Linked DNA regions of Sus scrofa: region 2 is linked to region 1. The links are chromatin contacts, called in public HiChIP or PLAC-seq maps. All regions are on one chromosome and are shown on one strand. The core of a region is the stretch at or near the end of the contact, and the rest is flanking DNA. Distances in the headings are between cores, read along the strand shown. Region 1 holds the start of SPCS3 (signal peptidase complex subunit 3). Region 2 holds the start of AGA (N(4)-(Beta-N-acetylglucosaminyl)-L-asparaginase).

Evidence for each region. HiChIP or PLAC-seq counts read pairs in DNA pulled down with a chosen protein or histone mark.
Region 2: a contact with region 1 is called in an H3K27ac HiChIP or PLAC-seq map of alveolar macrophages. The contact joins the promoter of AGA here to the promoter of SPCS3 in region 1. A contact is called at or near these places in 2 of 5 promoter capture datasets (fetal liver and liver), 4 of 47 Hi-C or Micro-C datasets (heart right ventricle, liver and skeletal muscle) and 1 of 2 datasets of contacts at active chromatin or transcription factors (alveolar macrophages).

The regions. Positions count from the first base shown.
Region 1 is chr15:38,787,628-38,793,004 of Sscrofa11.1, forward strand. SPCS3 (signal peptidase complex subunit 3) reads left to right here and starts at 2,978. Exons shown (of 5, transcript XM_003133320.4): 1 at 2,978-3,290; 2 at 4,740-4,813. The coding sequence starts at 3,148.
Region 2 is chr15:39,711,843-39,717,219 of Sscrofa11.1, forward strand. It overlaps AGA (N(4)-(Beta-N-acetylglucosaminyl)-L-asparaginase), which reads right to left and starts at 2,724. Exons shown (of 9, transcript XM_001927332.7): 1 at 1,406-2,724. The coding sequence starts at 1,523.

The DNA of each region.
Region 1 (5,377 bases), core at 1,728-4,227:
TAATTATCCAAGTGCTGATAAAGCACTCCATTGCTCTTCTATAACTGCCATTAGATTCTCAGTAGAAATTATCAAAGAGGAGAAGATTTAGCCAAAAAGCACTACACTTTAATTGAGGTCTATATTATTATTTTAGATAAATAACAGCTTTAATTTCCTTCCATGACACATTAGAATTAAGATTAAAAACATTAAGAGTAAAAGAAGAATACTTTATGATGCTAAAGCTCTCCATTCATAATGAAGATATAATATTACTTAATTTTATAAAGCATAAAATATAAAGATGAGAGGAAAAACTGACAAAAACACAATAATTTGGAGATTTCTCAATCCAAAAAAATAAAGATAACAAATAAGTTAATAAGGATATATAAAACATAGGTAGCATAATCAATAAGATAGATCCCATAGCTGTGTATCAAACTTTGTATATCATTAATAGAAAATACATAACCTTTCCAAGTGCACATTGAATATTCACAAAAGTGACATTTTAGGCCACAAAGAAGACTTCAATAATCAAAAGAGTAGAAATAATATGAACATTCTCTGCCTACATGATATAAAATCAGACATTAATTTAAAACAATCAAAAGGAAACAGGAGGAGTTTACGTCGTGGTGCAGTGGTTAACAAATCCGACTAGGAACCCTGAGATTGCAGGTCCCTGGCCTTGCTCAGTGGGTTAAGGATCCGGCGTTGCTGTGAGCTGTGGTGTAGGTTGCTGACGTGGCTTGGATCCCGTGTTGCTGTGGCTCTGGTGTAGGCTGGTGGCTATAGCTCTGATTCAACCCCTAGCCTGGGGAAACTCCATATGCTGTGGGAGTGGCCCAAAAAATGGCAAAAAGACCAAAAAAAAAAAAAAAAAAAGAAATAAAAGAATTGTTAAAGGAAAATTTATTCTGTAACATACATGACATGATTAAATATCTTGAAAATCCAAAGACACAATGAGAAAACTACAACAGAATAAGAGATCTTCCCACCCCATCCCTACTCTGCTCCTATTGTTTTGGGATGTGTTTTGGGAATTCCTAGTCACTCAAGTTCAAGCCATCATGTCAGGACAATAACATTAATTTCATTTGTGCTTTTGCATCTACTTTCTGCCATATTTTGCACACACCCCTACCTAAGCAGTTGCTGTATCATTGATTTTGACTCTGAAATTTCTCATCAGTCTTCCTTTTTTTTTGGTCCCATTGTCATCAACCTCAGTCACTTACTCTCTACTTTTATTTTGTAAATGGCTATCAGTTCAGTGATGCTACTCTTATTTAATACATAATTTCCTGCAATATAAGATCCCAACTTTTTGGCCAGATTTTCTACAATAGGTCCTTATTTTACCTTTCCAGTGTCTTTCCCACCTAATCCTTTATACATACACTGTTTAGCTGGACCAGACTACTGGGTATCTCCTAGATAAACCCATACTTGCAGTCCAGTATCTTTTAGAATACTCTTCTTGGACATCAACACCTATAACAATAAGCATCCTTTCTCTAGAGAATCCTATATTAAGTATACCTAATTGTCTTGTTTATCACTGCGCTAAATATTTTAGATACTGTTTTTGTTTCACATGACCACAGATGCAATTTCTTCCTCTCCTGAAATTCACAGCATTTTACAACTTCCTCTGTGTTTCAGATTTCTCTGTTTTTATTTCATTGACTCTACTGGATTATAAAATTCAGGAGGGTAGAATCAATTAGTACACATCTCTGTTATCATGTGTAACACAGTAGGCATTCAATAAATTGTGGCTTTACTGAATAAACTGTGGCTGCCTGGAAGACAAAAATTTACAGTTTAACTCAACTAAGGATCTCTCCTTAGTTCATAGTTCGTTAGTTTTGCATTATTTGGCTCTACTCCAATTTAGCAGGGACCTTGTCTTATCAGGGCTGCACTCTCAAAGCCTAGAACTGAACCTGGCATAGCTGGCCCTTAGTAACAAACAACCCTAACTGTACACTATATGAAAACTGAGTGATTAACGAATAATGCAAAGAAGCCAGGGCTCAACAATAGACAAGATAAACCAGCATAAGGCTCAGATCATCATTTTCTGGTTTGCCCATCTTATACTAAGCTAGGTGTTCTTAGACTCTTTTGGTTTATGGATACAAAATTACAAATTTTTTTTCAGGGAATTACTGGGTCCTCTGAATCCCATTTTTATAATCACAAAAAAAAAATGTAGCTGCCAGAGGAACAAAGGTGTTGAGAGACCGTTAAGGTCAGGGATTGGCATAGTCTGAACCTTACAGCCTCTGAGGGCCACTGTGTATTGATGGATTTAAATTATAAATGTATATTTTTTATATTTTCTTTCTTTATATATGATACATATGAAATATTTTAAGTAAAAATTTAAATTATACCATGTGTGGCACAGCAATTTCACAACCATCACCTCCTTTGATCCTAAGAACCCAGCGAGGTCATTCTTTTGGTTATAGGATCCACCTTGTTAACATGCAACAATTTAAAACTGGTAGCGGCACCCTTATAGTCTAAAACAGCTTTAGCTGCCATAGGAAGGCAAAGCATGAATAGGAGCTGGTCTGAGGTTGGGCGTGGAAAGTAAAGGCCCTCTAAGCCCTCCCAAAAGCTGAAGTTCTAACTCCAGGTGTGACAAAAGACCAGGGGTTTTGGAGAGTGCTGCTTCCAAACGCGATACGTCGGGACACACAGCAAACTACCTTGCTTAGCTGAGGGTTTTAGGTGCAAATCGACGGCACCTAAGCACCCAAGAGGCCACAGACGCAGACCGCTTGAAAAAGGCCTGAGAAAGAAGGTTGACGGGCTTGGAGGCCAGAGGAGAACCGAGAAGGTGGCCCTTCCGCGGCAAAGCCCAGCACCTCCCCTGCTCGTCGCTGATTGGTGGAGGCGCCAAGGAGGGGCGGGCTTGCTTGAGGCTCAGTCTCGCGGGTTCGGCTCGTCCCGCCCGCTGGTGGGTGTGTCTGGGAGGCGGGGGCGCGCTCGCACGCGTCGCGGGACCGGAAAGGAGGCGGGGCCGCGACGGCGCGCCCCCGGAACGCGCGGCGCAGGCGGCGCGGATCGCTGGGAGCCGGTCCGCGGCCGGAACGGGGTCCCGGGTGTGCGTGTGGAGCGGGGCTCGGGGCGTCCGCCGCGATGAACACGGTGCTGTCGCGGGCGAACTCGTTGTTCGCCTTCTCGCTGAGCGTGATGGCGGCGCTCACTTTCGGCTGTTTCATCACCACCGCCTTCAAAGACCGGAGCGTCCCGGTGCGGCTGCACGTCTCTCGGATCATGCTGTGAGTGCGGCCGAGGCCGGGCGGCGGGCGGGCGCCGAGACCGGGCGGCCGCGCGGGGCGACGAGCCGGGCGTCTGCGCTTCCCCGGGGCCCCTCCCGAGCGACCCTCGCTCCCCAGTGTCCAGCCGGGCGGAACCCGCAGCTCCCCGGTCCCCCCTCGGCGCCCACCCTCCGCCTCATCTTCCCGGGCTTGCTCTTAAATTTTAATTTTGAGCGTTACTCCGGCCGGTGCCTCTGCGTCCTTCCTGTTCCTCACTTCCCTCTGCCCGCGCGGGCCAATGAGGGAGCAACACAACAGCAAAACGGGCGCCGCTCCCCGCCTCCCGCCTCCGGCCCTGCGCCGGAGTCCAGTAGCAGCCACCCCCGGGCTGCCCACAGCCCGACCCGATCCGAGCCCGGCCCGCAGCCCCTCCCCAGGGCCTTTCCTCGCAGCACCGACTCGCTGCGGCTGCCAAGTTGGCGGCCGAGGTTGGGATGCCCGGAGAGGACTGGGCATCCCAGTGCCCTGATAAGACGTGTTTTCAGTTTTATTTTTGAAGGGCCGGTTGCTTTAGTACATCTGGGAGAATGTCCCAAGTCGAATTTTGAAATGACATTGTCCTTTCGCTAATGCCTATTTTTTTTCCTTTCTAATTTTTATTCTCTAGCACTTTTTTCTTCGATTCTAGCTATTTCCGCCCCCCATCCCCGCTCTCTTGTCTGGCTTCTGTATGCCTTCTTCCATGTGCGCTCTCCTTCAACCTTAGTTTTATTTCTAAGTCAGAATTGTCAACCAGCCAGTTATCTCAGAGCTGTCCCCTACTCTACCCTTTCCTATATTGATGTTTGTTAGTTACTATTTTTTTTTAGATTGAAATAGACCCAGGCTGGCAATCACGGCTGTTCCTTGCTCTGGGAGGGATCAGCAGAGCTTGGCGCATTGTGAACACGGAACAGCTGTTAGCTACTGAGAATCTTGAGCAAGTTTCTTACCGTTCTGGGCCTTCGTTTCCTTTTGTCTAACTCGTGGGCATGTTGTGAGGATTGAGATAATTGTGAAAAATATGTAGTGGACCTGACCCAGACACTTAGTAAGTGCTCAGTAAATACAGCTGTTCATTTTATGTTCATTACACACCACCTTGTAGTAATTTCCTTCTACCCGTTGGACCAAATCACTTGACATCAAGTATTTACACCTTCTATGAATAGTTTTTAATCTGCTCCCTGGGTTTTGTGAGGGATTCTTTTAGGTTAAATGAAAGTAGCTGATGACCCATTTTCATAGTGGATTAAGATGTTTATCCTGTTTTCACATAAATTTTTCTGATTTTTACTTGTTTCTTTGTGGGATTGTTTTTTCAGATGTGCATACAATTAGACCCCTGTCTTTCACTTTATGTGAAGAATTTTGTGAATTTTATATGCTGTTATGTTGGAAGGATGGTAAAACTATTATCTTTACTTCTAGAAAAAATGTAGAAGACTTCACTGGACCTAGAGAAAGAAGTGATCTTGGATTCATTACTTTTGATATAACTGCTGATATCCTTTTCAGAAAATACTTCATTGATTTCTCTCTAGTTTGATAATATACATGTTAGTGATTGGGGGGCAGTAAGTATGTTTATTCATTGAATCAGTCAAACCTTGGAAATTTCTGTGCCTATGTTTTCATCGGTATAATCATGCTAATATCTCCTCATTCATACCTTAAAGAAACTTATTTATAGATTCATGAGTTATTATTGTGTGAACACACTTTAAATCTTCACAGAAACAGTAAATAGATCTAAAGCTACAGGAGAGTTTGAATCTATATATTGGAAAGAAAATGAAATTAGATCATTGAGACTAAAGAAGAATGTTACCAGAACTCAGCCTACCTAGATGTAGTATTTCACGTACAGTCTTAAAGAATATATGCATATTTTGTGATAGCAGAGAGAAACATATGTAAAAAAGTGATTTGCATCTCCTATGGTTCAGGTCGTTACCAGATGATTATTAGTAAACCGTATTAGCATTTTGCCATTATAGTTCTTTTTATAAGTGCTTTTATAATGAAATTCAGAGAAATCTTAACAATTGCAAGAGTTACTTAAAAAT
Region 2 (5,377 bases), core at 1,474-3,973, 920 kb after region 1:
ATTAAACTAAGCTCTGCAGAGCTCCACACATCAAAAAAGGGGGGAAATAAAACCCTTCAATGGTTGATTTCCTTTTTGGAAATCCCACGGCATGTGGTAGTTCCTAGGCCAGGGATCAAATCTGTACCAACGCAACAGCTGGAGCCACTTCAGTGACAATGCCAGATACTTAACCTGCTCCTGTTCCCTTAACCAAGGGAACTCCAATGGCCAATTTATTCATTTGTAAAAACAGAATTCCTTGAAAGTTAATGCTAGTATTGGTAAGAATTTAAGTATCATTACTGAATACTGACAAGTTTGCAAGTATATTTGTAGAATTGAATAGAGGCCACATACCCAGAATCGTCCCCTGCCTGGGAGCCCTGCACTTTCTTTTCTGTCTCATTATTGCTGGAAGTTTCTCTCACAGCCTTTTTCCTCATTTTTTCTGAAGTATATACACTGCTTATAGCATGCAAACTTGGCTCCATCAAGTTCTAAAGTCAGTTCAGCCCAGAAGATGATATTAGCTGCCTCAAACAGCAGAGAAGAGGTCTGAAACAACCCCTAGGGAAGTATGCCTTGAATGAAACAGTATACAGAATAATAAGAAAAGGGCAAGATAATAGTATGTACAGGATGACAACAAAGGACATAAGACAGGCATGTGACTCAGATTGAGCCTAAGGACAGTAAATCAGGGAAGAGGTGACACTTTAGTTTAGTAGTTCTCAATCCTAGCTGCAAATCAACATCACTTAGGCAGCTTAAACAAACAAAAAATCTGATACTTTGGTTCCCACAGTGAAATCAAAATCTCAGGAGGTGGGGCCCAGGGACAGGATTTTTGAGATCTTAGGATGACTTTAATGTATAACCAAGACTGGAACCCTGTATTTCAGGTGGAAAATACATGTCAGCATGTAGCAAAAAAAAAAAAAGTAAATGTAAATGTAAGAAGAGTACGCTTTGGAAATTATTAGGCATTTGTCAAGCTTAAGAAGACCGTATTGGTTAGATGTAAGGGGTTAGAAAAGAGAGGTGGGCAGGGAACACAACCCCTGAAAAGACTAGATGTCAGGCAAAAGACGGCCTAGGAGCTCAGTGGAAGAGTTTGAGCAGAAAAGCTATAACTGCTTTAGGTCAGCAGCAGAGTGGAAAATATCTCGTGACTGGTGATTATAGGGGCTGAATAGAGGGAGTCGTCCAAAAATTGAGGCTCTAAAATGCAGCAGCGACAGGGTGGATGGTCAACTGCAAGAGACGCCGCGACGTAGCGGGTGCAGGCGAGACTGCGGAACCCGTGGCCGGCTCTGGCCGGCGCCGCCCTCCCGGCTCCCAGCACCTCGGTGGGGAAGGCCGGCGGTCCGCCCCTCCCGCAAGCTGTCGCAACAGAGTCCCCGTACAGGCTGCCGCCCCGCACCTGCTTGGGTTGCATTCCTGAAAGGCCAAGTGTTGACGATCAGCGGCAGAGGGCTGGAGCTGCGTACCGGGGCTGCGCCGAGCAGCAGCATCAGCAGCAGGATCGGTTTCTGCGCCATGGCTGCGAGCCAGGAAGGAGCTGAGAAAGGTCACAGCCGCCACCAGAGGTCACAGTAGCCGTGGCCGCCGCAGATCCCCGGTCCGCGACCCAAAACTCGCGATCCCCGGAGCCCCGCCCACCTGGACCCACGCCCACTTCCTTGGGGCCCGGCTCGGGCTCGTCAAACTCTCGCGAGACGTGTTTTACTCCCCGGGTCGCCTTGGGTTCCTCTTTAATTCCGTTTTATGTCTACGCAGATGATTTGATTTGATTTTTTAATGCTCAAGCGAAAGTTAGCATGAAATTACACAGCCTTGGCTTACACGACCCTTGGAACTTTTGAGTTTGCTTTTAACTTGTTAGCCTCTTATTAAAAATTGGAGTTGGTAAATTTATGACACTCGCAGTGTGCTGGGTGGGGTTCCTGGCCGCAGAGAGCTGGGTGGTTAAGTATAGGTGAAACGTGAGTGCTTAGAGCCAGGTTTATTTTAGTTTTCTCCCGCCCATGCCTTCAGTCTTCTTTCCACCGCTTCTTTTTGTAGGACGTACTCTCGTTGTTAATCTGTGAGTCGGAAGAAAAAGAAACTGCCTGAAGAAGCAGAAATTAACTGCACAGTTTACTGAAGTGTACCTACCTTCCTGCACCTCCAGGGCTAGAAGCCACCTCCATTCCTTTTTGAACGTGTTTTACCTCCTGCCTGCACCATTAAGTACTTAATAAACGTTTGAATGAAGGCAGAATGGAGACTTTACCTTGTTGAAAGATGAACTGAGGCAAGTTAAAGATTTTGGAAGCTTTTTAAGTAGCCATACCATGAAACATAAGTATTGTTGAAAAGTTCATTTATAACTTTTACATATGTATTTAGTCTACTTGCTCAACATTTAGATTTGCTCTTGGAAATGTCATGACACAGTAACAGCTAATTTTAAGTTATCTTTCTTGATGACAAAGTCTGCAATAGCGATAATGAGCTTATTTATATTTTAGTAAACCGAGGTAGAATAAGAGTATTATATTTAATGCTGATAGCACCAAAGACTTGCCTATTGTAATTAAATCGACAAAATTAGGTTTTATTTACTGGGGATTTTCCTACATCACGTGAACTTGAAAAACATTTGAATTAGTTTCTATATTTCTTCAAGTATACTTGATTTATGTAGTGTTTGTCTTTAAGCCAGTTAAATATAGAGCTCTTTACAAGTTAATTTTGGCAATGCCATCCAGAGGTTAAATAGAAATCACACATCTGGAGAGAGGACAAGATGGCGGAGGAGTAGGGGGACACGCTCGCCCTCTCCCACAAACACAACAAAAAAAGCACATCTACAGAAGAAATGACTCGCACAGAACAACAACCAATCGCTGGCAGAGGAACCTAAACTCCAATAACGGCAAGAAGTTCGTGACATTATTGGGCAGAACGGGAGAAAAGAGGAGAGTGAGAGAAGGTGAATCCGAGCGGGACGGGCGCTCCCGAAAGGGAACTGCGGAGGAGAAAGGGATCCCGCACCCTGGAAAGTCTCCTACCGGGGGAAAGATCAAACGAACGGGAGGAATCTCCAGATGCAGAGAAGAGTGTAGCAGTAAGTCGGAGTACGGAAAAACGATCAAGAACCCAACGGACCATCTGAACTACGGGCACAGTCACCAAAAATTGAGACGCCTGGGTGGGGGCTGGGCACCGAATCCTCGGCTCCAGAGGTTAGTCCCCGGGAAAGGGCCGGGGGACGCCTGGGTGGGGGCTGGGCACCGAGACCTCAGCTCTGAAGGTTGGTCCCCGAGAGGGGGCCGGGGGACGCCTGGGTTGGGGCTGGGCACAGAGACCTCGCCTCCGAAGGTTAGTCCCCAAGAAAGGGCCGGGGGGCGCCGCCTGGGTGGGGGCTGGGCACCGAGACCTCGGCTCCAGAGATTAGTCCCCGGGCTAGGGGGCGGGGAAGAGCGGAAACTGCTTGGGAGGTCTCTAAACCATTTGACGGGGCAGAGACTGCCTGGGAGACTAGAAAACAAAGCTGTCGCAGAGGAAGGGAGCAATACTCTAGGGGCGGGGAAGTGGAAAGCCGCCTCAGAGGGAACCTGGGAGAAGAGCCTGGTCTGCGCCCGTGCTGGGGAGGGGAGAGAAGAAGGGGTGGGTCCCCATAGAATACCCCCCACGCCACAGCAAGCTTACAGGCCCGCTAGCTAGCAGAAAGCTGTGCTTCCCAGTGCATTCCCTCCCCCCACCCCCGCCACCCCCTACGCTCTCGCCGAACCTGGGGCTGCCTGCCATCCAGGAGGGCTGGCCTCAACAATTGCCTGAAGCCTACCACCGCAGGGGCTCTCCCTGCACAGGCCTGCTTGCCCTTTGGAGGGGCTACACTTCCACAGAGCAGCACCAAACACCACCAGGCCCCTAGAAAAGGCCTGCAGCCCAGAAAAGCTAGAACAAGCCTAGCCAGGCCGTGAATAGATCGACCTAATTCTCCGACGGTTTTTCTGAGACGGGCTCCCCCGGGGAGGAGCCTCTTGAGTCTCCAAGGGCCTTGCTACACGCCCAAGACCCCAGGGGGTGCTAAGACCTAGTGGACCAGCTGCATAGGACTGCCAGCTCCAGGCAGGACCCCCTGCAGCCCAGAAAAGCTGCAACAAGCCTGGCCGAATTGGGAAAAGATCTCAGACGGTCTCTCTGAGTCGGGCTGTCCTGGGGAGGAACCTCTTGAGTCTCCAAGGGCCCTGCTACCCGCCCAAGACCCCAAGGGGTGCTGAGACCTAGTGGACCAGCTGCATAGGACTGCCAGCTCCAGGCAGGACCCCCTGCAGCCCAGAAAAGCTGCAACAAGCCTGGCGGAATCGGGAAAAGATCTCAGACGGTCTTTCTGAGTCAGGCTGTCCTGGGGAGGAGCCTCTTGAGTCTCCAAGGGCCCTGCTACCCGCCCAAGACCCCAGGGGGTGCTGAGACCTAGTGGACCAGCTGCATAGGACTGCCAGCTCCAGGCAGGACCCCCTGCAGCCCAGAAAAGCTGCAACAAACCTGGCGGAATCGGGAAAAGATCTCAGACGGTCTTTCTGAGTCGGGCTGTCCTGGGGAGGAGCCTCTTGAGCCTCCAAGGGCCCTGCTACCCGCCCAAGACCCCAGGGGGTGCTGAGACCTAGTGGACCAGCTGCATAGGACTGCCAGCTCCAGGCAGGACCCCCTGCAGCCCAGAAAACCTGCAACAAGCCTGGCCGAATCGGGAAAAGATCTCAAACGGTCTTTCTGAATCGGGCTGCCCTGGGGAGGAGCCTCTTGAGTCTCCAAGGGCCCTGCTACCCGCCCAAGACCCCAAGGGGTGCTGAGACCTAGTGGACCAGCTGCATAGGACTGCCAGCTCCAGGCAGGACCCCCTGCAGCCCAGAAAAGCTGCAACAAGCCTGGCCGACTTGGGAAAAGATCTCAGACGGTCTTTCTGAGTCGGGCTGTTCTGGGGAGGAGCCTCTTGAGTCTCCAAAGGCCCTGCTACCCGCCCAAGACCCCAAGGGGTGCTGAGACCTAGTGGACCAGCTGCATAGGACTGCCAGCTCCAGGCAGGACCCCCTGCAGCCCAGAAAAGCTGCAACAAGCCTGGCGGAATCGGGAAAAGATCTCAGACGGTCTTTCTGAGTCGGGCTGCCCTGGGGAGGAACCTCTTGAGTCTCCAAGGGCCCTGCTACCCGCCCAAGACCACAGGGGGTGCTGAGAACCAAGTGAAATCTGCTACCATCGTGGGGTGGACCTCCCAGTCCTGTCTGCCCTCAGGAAGTCCTCCTTTGCTTCAAAGAAACACTGTTAGCCCCATCAACACTCCAGAAAAGCCACACTGCCTCAAAAAAAGATTGACCAACAACGACAGCCCTCAGGAAATATTCCAGGG